2 separate regions of the Hordeum vulgare genome follow, and region 1 is linked to region 2. A link is a contact called in public Hi-C data. All regions are on one chromosome and are shown on one strand. Each heading gives the region's core, a stretch centred on a gene start, on an enhancer-like site or on the middle of the called end of the contact. The rest is flanking DNA. Distances are from core to core; before and after follow the strand shown. Region 1 has its middle 67 kb from the start of LOC123399348. Region 2 holds the start of LOC123399344 (tonoplast dicarboxylate transporter-like).

What was found. A called contact is a pair of places that touch in the nucleus more often than the background predicts.
Region 1: a Hi-C map of leaf shows a contact between it and region 2, with 2.3 times the contacts expected there. The contact joins the enhancer-like site here to the promoter of LOC123399344 in region 2. A contact is called at or near these places in 2 of 6 Hi-C or Micro-C datasets (leaf and seedling).

What each region holds. Positions count from the first base shown.
Region 1 is chr5H:476,542,237-476,547,647 of MorexV3_pseudomolecules_assembly, forward strand. No RefSeq gene overlaps it. Among protein-coding and RNA genes, the nearest start is that of LOC123399348, 67 kb to the left of the region's middle. Within about 2 kb of position 1,330, at least 3 of the 3 cell types and tissues checked have open chromatin away from gene starts, as enhancers often do. A contact at or near this core is called in leaf and seedling, where this site is marked.
Region 2 is chr5H:476,355,141-476,360,466 of MorexV3_pseudomolecules_assembly, forward strand. LOC123399344 (tonoplast dicarboxylate transporter-like) reads left to right here and starts at 2,740. Exons shown (of 6, transcript XM_045093764.1): 1 at 2,740-3,416; 2 at 3,530-4,016; 3 at 4,215-4,258; 4 at 4,374-4,469; 5 at 4,558-5,068; 6 at 5,177-5,326. The coding sequence starts at 2,961. The coding sequence ends at 5,211.

The sequences.
Region 1 (5,411 bases), core at 80-2,579, 190 kb after region 2:
AAGGTTACCTGAACCGACATTTTTTTTGTTTTTTTGTTTCTTCATTTATTTTGGTATCTTTTTTTTATATTTGCCCATTTCAAAAAAATATTATGGATTTTCATAAAATGTTCTGGATTTCCAAAAATTGTTTTGGATTTTCATAAAACGTTTGGAATTTTCAAATTCAATTTTTTTTTGCTTCTTCAGAAAAGAATTGGAATTTCAAAAGATGATTTGTATTTTCAATTTTTTCTTCTTCATATTAAAAAAATGTTCTGGACCTTTAAAACTGATCTTCAAATTCAAAAAATGTTTTTTAAACAAATTTTCTGGATTTTCAAATTAAGAAACTATTTTTTCTCTTTAAAAAATGTTTTAGATTTTTCTGAAATTTCCTGAATGATATGTTTGAGATTTTCAAAAATTGTCCTTTAAATTCTAAAAGTGTTTTTGTTTTTTCAAGAAACTTTCGGGATTTTTCATAAATTGTTCTTCAAATACGAAATTTTGTTTGCTTTTTAGGAAAATGTTCTTAGTTTTCAAAAAATAGTCTTAATTTTCAGAAAATCATTATAATTTTCAAAAAATGGTATGGATTTACAGAAATTGTTCTTTATATTGGGAAAATGTTTTTTAGTTTTAAAAAAATGTTCTCGGTTTTAAAGAAATTGTTCCTCAAATTTAAAATAGGTTTTTGCTTTTTGAGAAAACGATCTACATTTTCAGAAACAAATATGGATTTTCAAATAATGTTCTAAAATTTCTAGAAAATTTCCTCAAATTCTAGAAATTCTTTTGATTTTTAAAATAATATTCTAAATTTTAAATAGTTGCAGTGTTTCAAAATCATTTATAACTTCAAAAAATATTTGGAAGTTTCAAAAAGTGGACGGTATTTACTGAAATGTTTGATATTTTCAGATATTTTTTAGAATATCGAAGACTTTGTTCAATTTTCAAAATAAGTTCGTACTTGAATTTTGTTCTTTGTTTCCAGAAAAAATCACGCTTTTAAAAATATCCAAATTTCAAAAAATTATTGTTTATATAACTTTGTTCATAAATTTTAAAAACGATCTGGTATTTCAAATATTGTTCATGGAATTCGAAATTTTTTTTTTGCTTCAAATTTGAAATGAAAAGAAAAAAGGAAAGAAAATAATAGCCAAAAAATAAAAGAAGAATGTAAATAACATGAAAAGAAAATGAAGAAACAGAAATAAATTAGAAAAAAGTTAGTTATCAGATTTTTTTGAGATAAAAGAAAACTGAGCCGGCTCATGTGCGTTCGAGGAACTTCTGCTGCAATAAGCAGTAGGTAGGACTCCCGTTAAATAGGGCGCCCCTATGTACTTACAGCCTGACGGCTTAGGGAACCCTCGCTTAAGAGGTCAGCTAGATGGGCCAGCCCACGCTTGCGGGACGCCACAGCCGATTTTGTCCCTTTTTTTACGTTTCCTTTTTTCGTTTTTCTTCAGTTTTGTACTTTTGATCATAAATATTCAAATTATTTATATGACAACAATCACTCTTTTCGTGAAGATAAAAAAAATCACTCTAAGAAAATATTAGAAAAGTTTTGATCAATCATTCGAAAAATGTTAAAGGTGCATAGAGAATATGTTTATCATGTATACAAAGAATGTATGAAAAAAAATTGACCATGTATGCAAAAAGTTGAATAAAATATTGGAAAAAATGTGAAACAAGTATTTAAAATAATGTTAATCAAGCGTTTGGAAAAACTTCGAAAATTATTTAAAAAGTTTGATCATTTATATAAATGTGTTAATCGAGCATTCGAAAAAACACTAAACAAGTATTTAATGTTGTTTAGTTCATTAGGGAAACGGTTGTGGCCCGGGCACCGGTCGAAACTTCGGCTGGTCCCACATGAGACACACGATCAAGCGCATCGCACCCTCGCGCACCTCCTCGTCCTAGCTTTTTTCTCTCCTTCTTTATCCCGATCCCCTTCTCTCTCTCCGAGTCGCATTCACGCGCGGCGGTGGCCACGCTCCCCTCCTTGTTTCTTCAGATCCCGCTGCCGGCTAGCCCCAATCTTGCGCAGGTCCATACCTTCAATCCCAGCGCCCACACCTACTTCTTCCGTTGCCCTTCGACTGTAGGTTCCTTCCGTCGAGGCGAGCCGGAGTTGGAAGCCGCCATGGATATGACATCCGCGAGCTGCTGGCGCACCCCCTCGTGTGGCAACGGTTTACAAAAAACCTTCAACCCCTTAGATGGAAAGCTCTAACCGTATGTAAGAAAGTTGTAAGCGGTCGGCGCCATCGCGAGAAAGCTACAACCGTTGATATAAAATGCTACGGCCTTAGATGGAAAAAGCTTCAACCGAAATGACACAAAAAGCCTTGACCAAGCGCTGTTAAAAACAAAATAGTTACAACCATTTGGTAGAGAAGCTTCGACCGTAGTTGAAAAAACCTTAAACCATTGAGAGAGAAAGCTACAACCATACACTATGCAAGTCATAAAAGTTGCAACTGTTCACGGAAAATGCTTCAATTTCAATCGTATGTGTGAAAAGCTTTAACCGACGATGGTGGTGCTTTGATTTTTGTTGCAACCGGCAACAAAGAAAGCTACCACTGGCGGTCATTTTTGCTACAACCCAATTTTGTACTACCGCCGTCTTTTTGCTATATAAGGGATTGTCCTATGAAAAAAGCTTCACCATTTATATGAAAAGCTTCAACCATAGGGTTGAAGCTTTTCATATAAATGGTTGAAAGCTTCAACGGGAAGAGATCCGTTAGGCATCGGTGCTGCAACTAGCTAGTGCCGGCGGCGTCTTAAGAAGTGGCATGCAACAGCGAGTCGGCGTTGCTTCAAGGTCGATGACGACACAGCGGTAGTCGAGTTATTTCATCCTAGAATCGGTGAGGATTCGTGCTACAAGCTTCATGGAGCATTTTTTTATTGAAGGAGGAGGAGGATGTTGTGCGAGAGCGGCGACTCGCGGCGGTTGGCGGCGAGCCCGGATGTGCTGTGGTGCTTCGTGGTCAGTCGCCTCGCGGGGGGTTAAGGCCGGGGTCGATGGCGCTCGCTGCTTTTTGTCTCCCTTCATGGTGTTGCTATTTATCGAAGAAAAACGATGAAAAAGATTGACAAATAGATGAGCAGATCTGATGGCTAGCAGTTCATAGGGAGTACATTTATTGTCATGCAAGACACATAGTAACACATCATTTAATATGATACGTTATCATGATATGATACTCAATCCTATTTTTTCATTTAATTCTGTGTCACCTCATCGAAATTGCCTAGTTGGCATGCATAATACTACCTATGATACTACCATTACGGACAACCTTATTACATTCATTTTTGTGACCGATACTTTTTTGTCTTGTTTTGCTCTTTGTTTAGGTGGGTTATTTTTCAGTTTTCTTTCTTTTCTATTTTATTCATGTTTATATTTTCCATTTTATTAAATTTTCCATTTTAAATTTTTTTTTTCAAAGTGCTCAACTTTTTTTGCAAATTCATGAGCTTTTCTTAAACTCGTTTACCTTTAAAAATTTGTGATTGTTTTCTTATATTCATGATATTTTTCTAATTCAATATTTTAAAAATTTATGATTATTCAAAATTCAAGAATTTCATCATGCTCATATGCATTTGAATTGCCGTGTACCAAGCAACATCTTCAAAGAGGATTGCGACGACAACGACGCAGGTGCATGGGTGGGTCCTAAGATTTCTCCCGGTACAGACAGGGTAGTGGGGGCGTGGTACACACGACACCCTTAAAGAAGGATGACGGCGCCCAAACGCGTCACTGTGTCGGTGCCGGCGAGAGCTGACTGAGATTTCTAGAGATTTATGAGAACTTGCTAAAATTTAAACTACAAGTGTGATGTATGTTGGTCCTTAAAATTGGCAAAAATCATTTTAAAATTTTGAATTGGTGGCATAGGCACTCGACACGACCAAAGCTGAAATTCCCAATCATCTCCCAGTAATGGTGAACCTTGCAAGTTTTACCACATCTAAAAAAACCTCTAAGAAAATAAGAAAAGCCTCAAAATTTGAAGTACTTTTGCATTGAGCCATCTTATGTGAACTAGTTAGTGGAAAAAATAATAAACTTGCAATTTTCATGCATTTCTAGTTTTTGGTAAGCTCTCCAAGTGCATGATACTCTAATTCTATGTTGACTTTTTTTTTTGCATGTTGCACCTTTTTAATTAAGTTTTGCTTTTAGGTAAGTTTGCATGTTGCACTGTTTTTGAACATGCAAAAGCCAGTGGACCTAGGAAATCCAAAACAAAACGTACACCAATTTAGTAAGCACGTCCAAACAAAAGTTAACAACATGTTTAAGCTTAGCAAATCTTAGTACGGCAACAACATATTGTTTTTCAGTTAACGCTGGTCATCCACATGTGAGATCCTCAACACTACCTAGAAGGAGGTAGGGAATGCTTAAGACCACATGTGCGTTGAGCGGCCCACATTTGGGCCGGTGCACCGGTGCTGATTTAGCGGCGTTCTTCTTCTCCAGCTTGGGTCGGAGAATAAAATTTTCCTCCTTCAAGTCATTGTATTCTTGCTCAAGCTTCAATATCTTTTTGCGTAATGCCATTTTGCTTTCCTGCAGAAAATGTGATGAGATAAATTTATCCTTACATTTATTTACCCCGTTTGGGAGACTTGACTTCTTGAATTCAGTAGTGGAACTTCATCTTCATCCGAGCTGGCTTCCTTTGTTTCCTAATAATCATTGTACTCTTCCTCGTCCGTGGACCAAAGGTAGGGATAGATATCCCCAATGATCTTATGGTCCGAAATATAGTGGGAGACAAAGCTCTTTCCATCGGAATCTTGAGACGACATAGTCTGAGGCCTGCCAGAAAAATAGCTCGAAACAAGAACAGAGGAAAAACTAAAGATGCGGTGGTCAAAACACGTGAGAGTATATATAATGCCAGGTCAGAATACGTGCTCGGGGAGAATTCGGAGTCCGGGAGGCGCATGAGGGCCCTAGAAACCATCACGGTGCAGCCTAGGGGTGCCATGTTGGCTTGTGCCTCCCTCGTGGGTCCCCTGAACTCCGTTTTATTTTTATATTTTTTCTAAAATATCAAAAGCAATAAAAATATTTTTTTGGAATTTTTGGAGTCGGTTTACTTAGTGTATCACGTACCTACCACTTTTTCGGGTTTTTGGAGTGTTCTAGAAGACTTCCTTTATGTTCCCCTCCGTTGTTATGACTTGGATGACATTAGTTTCCTCATTAATGGGTGTATCTTAAATATAATGTTTGATTCTTTGCCCATTCACCACTCTCACATTTTTACCTTCGAAGTTATTAATTTTTAAAGCACCGAAGCGATAAACCTCCTCGACAAGATCCTTCCCATTTGGAGAAGAGTTTCCCTGCAAAATATCTAAAACGAGAA
Region 2 (5,326 bases), core at 1,490-3,989:
GGTTCAGTGAATCTTCAGAAAGTTTCCAAAACCAAAAAAACAGCTAAAAAAGTCTAGAAGGTTTTCAAAACCGGCATCCCCGCAACTATTAATGGACCGCCCCAGATCATCCAAGTCGCTAAAGTTTTCTGTGTGCGAAGCCATGGCTTTTTGCCGCAACGCGCGACAAATAGGGCCATGGCTTTTTGCCGCAACGCGCGACAAATAGGGTCTCCCGCTGGCGGTGCTCATCGTGACAGGCTCTATTCACAACATGCTAATTTCTTTTTTTCTTTTTTTGAAGGGACAAGATGCTAGTTTCTAGAAAACAAAATTAAAACATGCTCATAATTTTGGACATTAAAAAAGGGCCAAAACAGAAGAATGAAAATGCAAAAAGTGGAAGCCGGGATGGTGGGTTTGACGACTTTATTTCTTTTGCGAGAAGGATTTGACGACTTATCACGATCTTACCATCATGGCTATATTTGTAGTTTCCTTGTCGCTGCCGTACACGGAAGAACAATATATTCTGTACATAACTACCATGAGGATCGCAAACGTTGTAGAAAGAGAAAGAGAAGAACGTCTGGACAACACGTGTGTTTTTTTTCTCAAAATGAAATAAACACGTGCTAATACAGGCTTGGTTGAAGGGAAAACACGCTGTAATGACGCCCTGCTCCAGTTTACGATCGACGGGAACTCGGCGGGTTGATCCGTACCGTAGCCACCCACGAGCTCTCGAGCCAAGCTGCCGTGCACAATTCGCAGATGATGAAGAGGAGGAGGAGGAGATCCTTTGGCCTTTGCCACCCCGTACGTACGTAGCCAACTTGGTCGCTCTCGAATTTTCGGCCTGTGCGTACGTGCGTGCGGTCGCCTCCGGTGATGTGTTCTGGCCCTTCTGGGCAGGCCGCATCCGGCCTAGTCCGGTCCAGCCCGACGTCGACCGCTAGCCGCACCGACCGGCGAGCTGGACACTTGAGCAGCAGCAGCAGCAGCAGCACGCCGCTGACGTCTCGTGCGCTCGGCGTCGTCGATCGGCGCATCCTGGAGCTTACACGTACAACTCCTGGCGCATCCTGGGTCGATCGATCGATCTGTTTCCATCTTGTCGTATCAGACGTTCGGTTTGAAGCCCGGACAGGGGATACCTGCACTGCGTGACATGATAAGGCGGCAGCGCATACATCAGTCGCTACCATGGCTTCGGTTCGTGGCTGCCAATCAATCACCCATTCTAACGGAACATCGAGCGCACGCATGTTGTGGAAGCCAGAGTGAAAAGGAGATTTGCCCTTTTTCATAAATTAAGGAAGGAGGAGTTTGACAGGGTTTGCCCAAACTCCTCCTCCTACCACTCGCCCAACGCATCAAGGCGTGAAGCTCGTAACGTGCACGAATCAGCATTAGAGCATCTCCAACAGTTTGTATGTTCAGTCGTTGGTATAAGTATCCACATCATCAACCAACAGCACATCACACAAGCTCTTCAATAGAGTGTATGTTAACCATATGTAAAATAGCTAAGTGGGTCCATTAAATTTTGAAGAAATAACCATGTTTGCCTCAGAGCTTGTGCATGAACCGTTGCTTCAAGTTCATACAGTATGGTTTCATTCTCCTTTTATTATTATTATGTGTTATGTTATTAAAATCATCTATGTGGCAATTTTATCAATGACGATCATACGACCATCTCACCATTGGAGATGCCCTTAGTGGAGCCGGAGCGCATACACAATCAAAATCAGCATCTGACAGCTCGTCCGATCGATTGCTCGTGATACGGCCGAGACGCTACGAGACGTGATTCGCCAGTACAGTTACGCTTGCTGACGGCAGATAACAACCACCTGAAACAAGAAAGATTCGACCAGCCCCGCCACGAACACGGGAACCGCAGCGAGGCGCCGACGAGCCGGGCAAGACGGCCGGCGCGGATCGGGAAACGCCCCCCCGTTCCGGGCGGTGGCGCGACGGGCCGCCCCGGCGAGAGCGGTCGCGTCCTGCCCGGTTCAGCCAGCAATAATGCCGACCGGCCACTTGCACCCGCCAATGATGAGCGACCGCAACTGCGACAGGGACCAACTCCAGGTCACGTCCCGGGGAGGCGCCACCCGCGGCGCGCGCCCCGTTCACGCTCCCTGGCAGCCGGGCGCGCCCGGACGCCGACGGTCACCGCGGCGGCAGGATGCCATGACCCGACTCGGGGAGAAATTTCAGCGCGGGGCACGTCATGCCGTGCGCGGGAAAATACAAAATTGCTCGATCGTGTTTGACCGTTGAGCATGTCGACATGTCTGGCCTGGATAAGAGCGTGCCCGTCGCCGTCAGCGTCGGGGACTCGGGCGGCCGAGCGCCGGCAGGTGGCCACGTCGGAGCACCAACCGCGGCCAGCTCTTGGGCTGCTCATGAGCTGGTTCAGCAGAGGGCACGATCGTACGTGGCACGGACCGGGGGCGCACGTCAGCGTCCCCCCGGCAGGGGTCTTATCCGGTTCTCGCGGCGGCGATCGTGCCTATCTGGACGCCATATCGATCGACAGCGTTACATGGGTCGTCAAATCATTGCTGGTACGTACAATCTTTTAAAAACCAGTGGTGCTTCTATATTTTTTGAAAGATCACTACGATCTTCTTGAAGTTTTTTACTGGTGTGGGGTTTCGATTTGAGGATAGCCATGAGAATGGTCAAATTAGTTTGAGTATATCACTGCATGTATCTGACGTGGCAGCCTCATACGACTTGTCAGAGTCGAAGCCTGGCCATTTTCGAAAGCCGAAACTGTAAATCGTGAGTCGAAAGTCGAAACACGCGTGCCCAGTTTCAGTTCCCCGCACCTATAAAAACAGCCAAACTTTTCGGACACCACGCCTCAAGAAGCAACCAAGAACGCGCGCGGCTGGCTGGCTGAGTGCAGATCATCGACGGCGGAACGAAAGCGGCGCACAACGATCTCTTCGGTTCGACCGGCCATGGACCCGCGGTGCAGCGGCCACTGGGAGAGCTCGTCGGAGGACGTCACGAGGTCGCTGCTGCCCCTGCACGACATCACGGCGGACGGCGGCGCCCGCCGCTCCTCCTGCTCGCCGCTCGTCGCGTCGCTGCTCGCCAACAGGTACCTGCCGATCGCGGCCGGCCCGCTGGCCGCCGTGCTGATCTGCGCGCTCGTCGACCTTGGCCCCGGGCACGCCGCGGCGCGCAACATGCTCGGCGTGCTGGCGTGGGTGTTCATCTGGTGGATCACCGACGCCGTGCCGCTCGCCGTCGCGTCCATGGCGCCGCTGTTCCTCTTCCCGGTCTTCGGCGTCTCCTCCGCCGACGCCGTCGCCAAGGCCTACATGGACGACGTCATCTCCCTCGTCCTCGGCAGCTTCATCCTCGCCCTCGCCATCGAGCACTACAACATCCACCGCCGCCTGGCGCTCAACGTACGTGCATGCCCGCGCCGCGCGCGCGTCCTCCTAGCTAGCTAATACTACAGCGCAATCGATTCTTCCGGCGCCGGTGATCAGCGTACTAACATTGTGCGGCGCGCGCGCAGATCACGTCGCTGTTCTGCGGGGACCCGGTGAAGCCGGCGCTGCTGCTGCTGGGCATCTGCGGCACCACCATGTTCATCAGCATGTGGATCCACAACACGCCGTGCACCGTCATGATGATGCCGGTGGCCACGGGGATCCTGCAGAGGTTCCCCGGCGACGCGGCCGCCGGCGCCGACGCCCGCGAGTTCAGGCGGTTCTCCAAGGCCGTGGTGCTCGGCGTCGTGTACGCGTCGGCGATTGGCGGGATGGCCACGCTCACCGGCACGGGCGCCAACATCATCCTGGTTGGGATGTGGTCCACCTACTTCCCGGAGGAAGAGCCCATCACCTTCAGCTCCTGGATGTCCTTGGGGCTCCCCATGTCGCTCGTGCTCTTCGCGGCGCTCTGGGGCACGCTCTGCCTCATGTACTGCTCCAAGAACACAGGGAGGGCGCTCTCCGCTTACCTTGACCGCACCCATCTCAGAAGGGAGCTCAGCTTGCTTGGTACGTTATCTTTCTTGTGATCTGCACTTGAGGAAAACGACTGCTGTAGTATTCATCCATGTTCTCGTGATCTGGCCAGTTTGAATTTTTAACCAACTCCTGGTCAAATATTTCGTGGAGTAAACTGAATGAACCACAACCGTTGAAATCCTAGCGTTTGGTTATCTGATGGGGATCTCCGTTTTTTATTTGCGCCAGGTCCAATGGCTTTTGCAGAGAAGATGGTTCTTGCCGTTTTCGGGGTAAGTTTGCACATTTCAAATCAGTAAAATGTAACAGCCATTTTTTCCCCTGAACCTAGAAGCAGAGTGTTACTGCAGCAACAGAACTGAATGGATCAATGGCTGATTCATGCAGGGCCTGATCGTCCTGTGGATGACGAGGAGCCTGACGGACGACATCCCCGGGTGGTCGGTCCTCTTCCACGGCAATGTCGGGGATGGGACAGTCACTGTAAGTATGCTCCACAAGTTCAATCATTCATCTCTCAGGGACAATCTGCCACACGAGCTCACGGGACACCATCTCGGTCGCAATGCAGATCATGATGGCGACGCTGCTCTTCATAATCCCGAGCGGCAAGAGCGACGGCGAGAAGCTCATGGACTGGGGCAAGTGCCGGAAGCTGCAGTGGCACATCGTCCTGCTCCTCGGCGCCGGCTTCGCCATCGCCGACGGGTTCAAGGCGAGCGGCCTGACGGACATCCTCGCCGGGTGGCTGGGCTTCCTGCGGGGCGCGCCGGCGCTGGCCGTCGCGCCCGTGGCGTGCGCCTTCAGCGGCCTCCTCACGGAGTTCACCTCCGACGACGCCACCACCACGCTCGTGCTGCCGCTGCTGGCGGAGCTGGGCAGGACCATCGGCGTGCACCCACTGCTGCTCATGGTCCCCGGCGCCGTTGGCGCGCAGCTCTCCTACCTGCTGCCCACCGGGTCGCCCGGCAACTCCGTGGGGTTCAGCACCGGCTACATCACCATCAAGGACATGGTGGTCACCGGCATGCCCATCAAGATCGTCGGCGTTGTCGCTCTCACGGTCCTGCTGCCAACGCTAGGTAAGTTTACCTGCTTGCAACTCCTTTCAGACACTGGAAGAAGACAATCTGCAGAGCTAGTACTCTCGCTCTGGTGCTGAATCATGTTCTTCTCTTGATTTGATGCAGGTGTTGCGGTTTTTGGCATGGATCAGACGGTATAGGGTATAGGAACGTACTGAAAATTCAATTGGAATTTTCAACATCTCAATCGCTAGGCTGTAGGCTAGTACGAGTAGCATCTACTAGGAGGTTATTCAGGTTGTTGTACAGTGTGTA